2 separate regions of the Mus musculus genome follow, and region 1 is linked to region 2. The links are chromatin contacts, called in public HiChIP or PLAC-seq maps. All regions are on one chromosome and are shown on one strand. The core of a region is the stretch at or near the end of the contact, and the rest is flanking DNA. Distances in the headings are between cores, read along the strand shown.

Region 1 (3,275 bases), core at 183-2,682, 280 kb before region 2:
ATATGAGAGTATTGTAACACAGTGTAGCTTAAAAAAAAAAAAACCAGAACAAGGTTGGCTTCCTGAGAGATGGCGGACTTCCCTTGTGCTAGCACATGGCTTACTGTTGTGATGTTTGCAGAGGTGAATAACCTTCTCCACGGCTTGTCCAGCTGATAGCCACTGTACTTACCCCACATTTGAAATAAAGAGAGGCTGATTCTGGCTTTCCTAGAGAATGCATGTGTGAACATGGATGTGCAGTTTGGAGCCTTTGGACACGTGGAGCAACTGAAGTCATCCCAAGTCTTATGGGGGTCATCTACTGTCTAAGTGGTAACCAGTAAAAGTTCTTTGCATTTGAACATAATTATGAGAACCTCTGGCTTCCTGTAGACACAGGGTCAGGTAAACTACAGGTGTCTTGATAACTCTATTCAGAGAAGAATTATTCCCCAAACGGGTACAGATTGATCGGGTTCATTGTAAAATTGCTCAGTTCCCCCCTCTTATAAATAAAAATCAGCCCACATTGTCATTCTCACAGCTTTTGGTAGGTAAACATTTCCCTCATCAAGCTATTCCTGGGGATGCCTGCCTACAGGACCAGCTAAGGCAAGAGGTGAATAAAATACACTCTTGAATTAAATATTGTCCCACATCGGACATGGGGACAAAAACACACCTGACGGTCAGCAAGCGTTCTTCGAACTAGCACATACAAGGATAACTATAAACTGTTTCATTTGGGTAGTCTTCCACTTGCAGAAGAAACACAAAGAACTGAAAACTAAAAATTTCAGCAAACTGGATCCAATAAAGAGCAAACAACCCGTTTCGATGTATGGCAGTGTCTTTAAAATTCAGAAATAAGGGATCCCCCCCCCACCCCCCCCACCCCCGGTCCTGTATTCCATGGGCGTTTCTTCTTACCCCTTGGTTTCGTATGTAAACTAGAAAATGAAAACCAGACCCAGTGACCCAAAGGGGATGAAGCATGTTTGTTTTGTCTATTATATTTCTCTGCTCACGCCTAGATGCCTTGCATCCCTGTCCCCCGTGTTTGAAGTCGAGAGCTGGGAACAGACATGAGATTGAGGTCCCAGGGGGAAGCCAAGTTCAGCCTGAGCTGGTGAACTCTCGGAGACTAAGGGCATATAACTCCGAGCTAAAGACGCTCAAGTATGACGTTTCTGTCAGGAGTGCAGAGACCCGTGTGCCTCCACAAACAGGTTTTCTTTGTGGTAGTCTGAACCAGCTGAGCGCCGTGGCAATTTTCCTTGAGTAACTAGTTCCAATGGACGACAGCGAGTTTAAACACGAGCCCCAGATTACAAAGTGTTTTCTGCCCAAAGTGTTTTGCTGGAATTTTTTTTGGGGGGGGGGAGACGACGGGGGGGGGTAGTGTGCCAATATTGTGAAACATTAGCAGGGTTTTGTAAGAGGCCAAACATAGGACAAAATAGGTGAGAGGGGAAAGCGGAGACACTGGAAGAGCAGCTCATGAAAAAATGTCTGTGCACCTAGTAGCTCGCAAAGAAATAGGGGGTAAGTGGGGGATGGCGTGGGAACACAAGGCTGATTTTAGGTCACTCGCTGGCAAGGTGTTCTGTCTACTGTTCGAATGGGTTTTAATCCTAGGCTGCTGTGTCATGTGCTTGGGACCTTAAGTAATTACTATTAAGAATGTCACAATAAACCGGAGCCATTAGAAGGATAGTGGAGATTTAGTCCCATAGTCAAGCGCTATAAACATGTGAGTGTAATTTAGGAATCCTTTCTGCGGCTGGGCCCCATAAAATGGCCTCTTTCCTCCCTGGCTTTCCAACGTCTCACCTGCAAAGCAGTAATCAGCGTAGTCATTCTTTCCAGCCGCCTTGTAATTTATCTGACTGCAGAGAACCGTGACGGAGGTAGATTGTGGTTGGGGCGGTGACCCGCACCTTTTGCTCTTTTTGTGTGCTTTGCGAGGGACTCGCCCATCTAACCCTGCCGGATTCTCTGTGCTGTGCAAGCAATTCTGCCTTCTCTGGAGAGAGACCAAGAGGCGGAGTTCAGAGTGGCGGCCAGCAGGGGGCGCCCTTGCCAGATAAGAACAGTTTTTTTTTTTTTTTTCTTCCCCCAATACCAACATAGCACAAACATCACACAGTCGCTATCCTGTCCTTTTAAATTAATTTGGCTCAAGATTGGCCCCCAGAAACATTTTGCTTTGTGTTCCCAGCTCCCGGGCCACACCTGTCTGACAAGTTCTTCCACATCACTGTTTCCAGCTTCCATCACCTTAGCTGCCAAATGGTCACCTTTTACTTAGAAACTGGAGAGTGGTTTTTTTTCTCTCTTTCTATATCACAGGTCAAGCTGAAGGGCACAGTCACCTGCAGGGAATGGGACCAAGTATGTTCACTGAGCATTTTGCTGTTTTACATGAGCTCACCAAGAAAGAATGTCTCTACGAGGGAAGGAAAAACCTGTTTCCTTAGAGTGGCCCACAGCTTGTTTTCTCTTGTCAGGGTGATAGCTCTTTGGTTCCTGCCAGTGGGTATACACTGGGAAAGGTGGGAAAAGATCCTGAAAATTCCAGGGGTGGGCGATTCTTCTAGCTGGGAGGACAGTGTCTGATTCCTAAGGGTGACTCAGTACAGTAATTCTGACAGTCTAAACAGCACGCACACACACAAATACATGAGTGTGAATGTGTGGTAGATGACAGTCTATCAGGGTGGTGACTAGAGGAAGCATTTTGTTTCTTAAAAGCTTGGCTTCCATGAACTTGGTGCTGGACCTTTATTGGATAAAGTCCTCCCACCCAGCCAGACAGCCAGACGTCTGCACAGGAAGAGTTCCCAGTGCACACCAGGGCCTGTTACCACAATCTAATGCTTTATCGGGAGAGCCTTTTCTCGACTGCCCGAGCCACTAGGATCCTGTGCCCTCTGCTCTGCTGGAGGACGAGCTGCCCTGACACTAGAACGACTGCCACTCTGGCTGAGGTGAGGTGGAGGGCAGAACCTGCAGCAGGGGATGCTGTACTCTGCTTCAGGCTCTGAGCCCTCCTCTGCTCCCCATCCTCTGAGGCTGGCTCCAGTTTTCAGCTAGTCCTCAGGCAGCCGTGATTCGCAAATCACTGCTTCCTGTTACACATTCTAAAAGGGAAAGAACACAAGGACCTTGAGAGCAGGTACTTAGCGCCGAGGCAGCAAGGTGAACTCATTGAGTCTCGGGTAGCTTTCAGGAGTCTGTGCGCAGTGAGTTTGTTCAGATGTTTAGTAGTTGGCAGTTATTTGAGGACATGA
Region 2 (2,919 bases), core at 232-2,731:
TGAGAAGAGCCAGTGGCGTGTGGTTTCGCTCAGAAAGGTCTCCTTGGCGCCACATAATGAATAGGAAGGAAAAGACACAAAGGTGCTGTATACTGAGGATGCCAGGCAAGACAAGAGACAGTAACTTCAAAGAGAGTGATGGGAAAGATGGGTATATTGTTTCTTACACTTTGTCTTGTTTATTAATTCCTTCATTTCTTCACTGGATTGACACCCAGTGCTGGAAATCCTAAGTGTGTACCACCACACTGAGATTTTCGTATTTTAATTTTCTGAAAACTTATCTTCACATATGAATATTCAGGTGGGGTCTATTATTTTCTTTCTGTTTTTTGTTTTTCAATCTAGCTTGTATTTTAGGACATGTTAGATAAAAATTTCTGTGTGCCTCTGTAGAGAAAAAAAAAAAGAGATGGGAAGGCTTGCTGTGGGAGGAATTGGGAAAAAAGGAAGTCTTTGAAGATCACAGTTGGAGTTACATGATTCCCTTGTTATGTTCTCTTACTGGCTCTCTGCCCATGGAGTCCTTCCTCTCTCACACCGTTGCCTGGTTCTTTTAAGTGCTATACGGTGGTACCAGCAAGTCTGGACTGCCAGGTGTGTTGGCCCAGGCAGAGGACGCTGGTTAAAGGTTAGTCCTTTGCAGGGCTTTAGTACTTCTTCCTCTTCAGGGCTCCTATTGGTTAGAGTTTCTGCCTGGCACCCTGTTCCTGTGGCCAACTCTGCTCAGAACCTGAGGGAATCCATTCACCATCTCTGAGGTCTTTGGTGCAGCATACTTCTTGGGATCTCAGCTCTTTTCCGTGTGTGTGTGTCTGTAAGCGTGTGCATGCATGCTTGAAATTCTTGCTTGAGTTGCCACTTCCTCTAAAAATTCAGAATTCTGTGCAGGGACCCACTTCCACACATTTGCTTTTCTAGGCTATTCTCTTTTGTATGCTTAGAGACTCATAGACATCTTTCCCCAGGTTCTGGAATTTCAAAATAGTTCATTATAGATACCTTTTCCTTTTCTAAATCTGCTTTGTTAAAGAACAGGGGTGGGGAGTCGGTGAGGTAGTGGGTGAGGGAGAGAGAATAAGATATGAAGTTTAGTTTTCCTTAGAGCCTCCTCCAGTGTCTCCACCTCAGTCCCTTTATAGGGTGCTGTAATAGGTGATAATGTGCTAAAAGCAGTGTCTGTTAGGATCCAGGAAGTCCTCATTGTCTTCAATTATAATCGTTAAGATTCTAAACCCCCCAGACACATTTAAAGCTGAAATCTAAGCCTCTGTCTGGGACCGCTCTTCAATCATATTTATTTTCTGGTGAGAGTAATATTTTTCTTTGGCAGATAGTTTTTCAAACTAGAGCTACGCAATGCTAGCCCTGGAAGTAACTTCAAGAGATGATTTTACATTCTTAACTCTATTGTTGAGAAGCCCCGTGGGGTGAGTCAGACCTACTGGCCTGAGTCATCTGGTGATTTAGTAGTGATCACTAGAACCTTTCTGTTAAAGGCCATGGTTTTCATGACCCTCTACTTCTCTGCTGGAAGTCACACACCGGGACGAAGACACTGTGTGCTCATTGCTCCTGTCAATCATTCAACAAATATTATTGAACACCTACGTAAGGAATGTGAGGTGCTGGCACATGACTAATCCATATAAACAGCATGATTGAGATGCAAGCTGGGTATTCATTTCTGTTCACCTCTTCTAGTATTCAAGTCCTTTTCCTAGGAACTGAATAAAGGAAAAAAAAAAAAACAAAAACAAAACAAGGAAACAAAATTAGTTCCTGGGTTGTTTATGTAAATGTTTTGCTATGAGAAGAGACAGGTTAAGCTTTTTTTTTTTTTTTTTTTTTTTTAAAGATTGGAATTAAGGCTACGATTAGAATGTGTTGGATGCAAAGTTTGAGGAGTTTAGATTTAGCAATAAATTGCCCAGATGTTAATTTTCTCTAAACACTCTTATTAGTCTGTGTGCTCCTTTGTTTCACAGTTAGCTTATCAGTGTAGCTTGAAAACGATAGTCACTGTGGGTACCGTCGTCGGAAACTGCAAATGAACCTCACTGGGGCCACTAGAAAGAGAGTTGATCTCTCAGCAGTCTCTTCCTTCCTTCCAACCCCTTAGGTTTAGCTTTCGGTGGCCATTTTTTAAATAGCAAGTCTCTGAGATAACAGAGTTTGGCAGGTATCGCGAAGGCAGGAGAGATAGCACCAAGACCGTAAGCCCGGGTCAAATGAATCTTCATCCATCTGGAGATAAGAATCAGGATGGGGTGTTGAAAGGGCCCGAGTCAGGAGTCAGACTGCTTTGACATCACTGTTGACCCCCAGGCTGCTATCTACCCCAAGGACCCACTTCACTCACCTTTAAAACACAGATGGAACTTCTGCCCTGCCCATAGCACAGTGTTCTGATCAAATGAGATCAATGCAAAAGCTTTGGGTCCTGGAAACCCCTGGGAAATGAAAGCAGTCTTCTTCCAAACATACAGACCTTTTCCAGGAACAAGTATTTACTCTGACAGATTAGCATTTTACTCCCTTTCTGTGTGTTGGGACTTTGTTGAAAGCGTTGTCCTTGACACTTGCAGGAGATGGGTTCGTGGCTGGTGGAAGGAACTGGAACGGCTTCTCCTGTCCCTTCATTAGCTCCAGGCACAGGACTGAATTGTTTTACGGAATCTCAGTTTGATTGACATGCGGGAGCAGCAGTTTTAGCACGCCCACCAGAGACCTCCTGTTCCCAAGGAATCATGGGAGTACTATTCCGTCAACCCAAGATGCGGTTTTTCTGAGCGGTGTCTGCAATGTTGCCTCGTGCTGACCAATACCAACCTGTGTTACACTGATACCGACACCGGTTACATTTGTGTCTTGCGGGTACTGAATGCTCTGTCGTGTGGTGGCAGAACCAAGTAAAGT

The links. HiChIP or PLAC-seq counts read pairs in DNA pulled down with a chosen protein or histone mark.
Region 1: an HNF4G HiChIP or PLAC-seq map of pancreatic cancer cells shows a contact between it and region 2. The contact joins two enhancer-like sites. A contact is called at or near these places in 2 of 484 Hi-C or Micro-C datasets (nephron progenitors and ventricular fibroblasts) and 3 of 115 datasets of contacts at active chromatin or transcription factors (embryonic limb bud, embryonic stem cells and pancreatic cancer cells).

Annotation. Positions count from the first base shown.
Region 1 is chr17:62,782,883-62,786,157 of GRCm38.p6, reverse strand. All of the region lies in intron 1 of Efna5 (ephrin A5), which reads left to right. It overlaps Gm52303 (a long non-coding RNA gene), which reads right to left. Exons shown (of 2, transcript XR_003952355.1): 1 at 1,816-3,275. It overlaps Gm46583 (a long non-coding RNA gene), which reads left to right. Exons shown (of 2, transcript XR_001782160.2): 2 at 1-3,275. Among named protein-coding and RNA genes, the nearest start is that of Gm46583, 6.1 kb to the left of the region's middle. Within about 2 kb of position 1,432, at least 144 of the 459 cell types and tissues checked have an H3K27ac peak or open chromatin away from gene starts, as enhancers often do. A contact at or near this core is called in pancreatic cancer cells, where this site is marked.
Region 2 is chr17:62,503,398-62,506,316 of GRCm38.p6, reverse strand. No RefSeq gene overlaps it. Among named protein-coding and RNA genes, the nearest start is that of Gm25800, 48 kb to the right of the region's middle. Within about 2 kb of position 1,481, at least 32 of the 459 cell types and tissues checked have an H3K27ac peak or open chromatin away from gene starts, as enhancers often do. A contact at or near this core is called in pancreatic cancer cells, where this site is marked.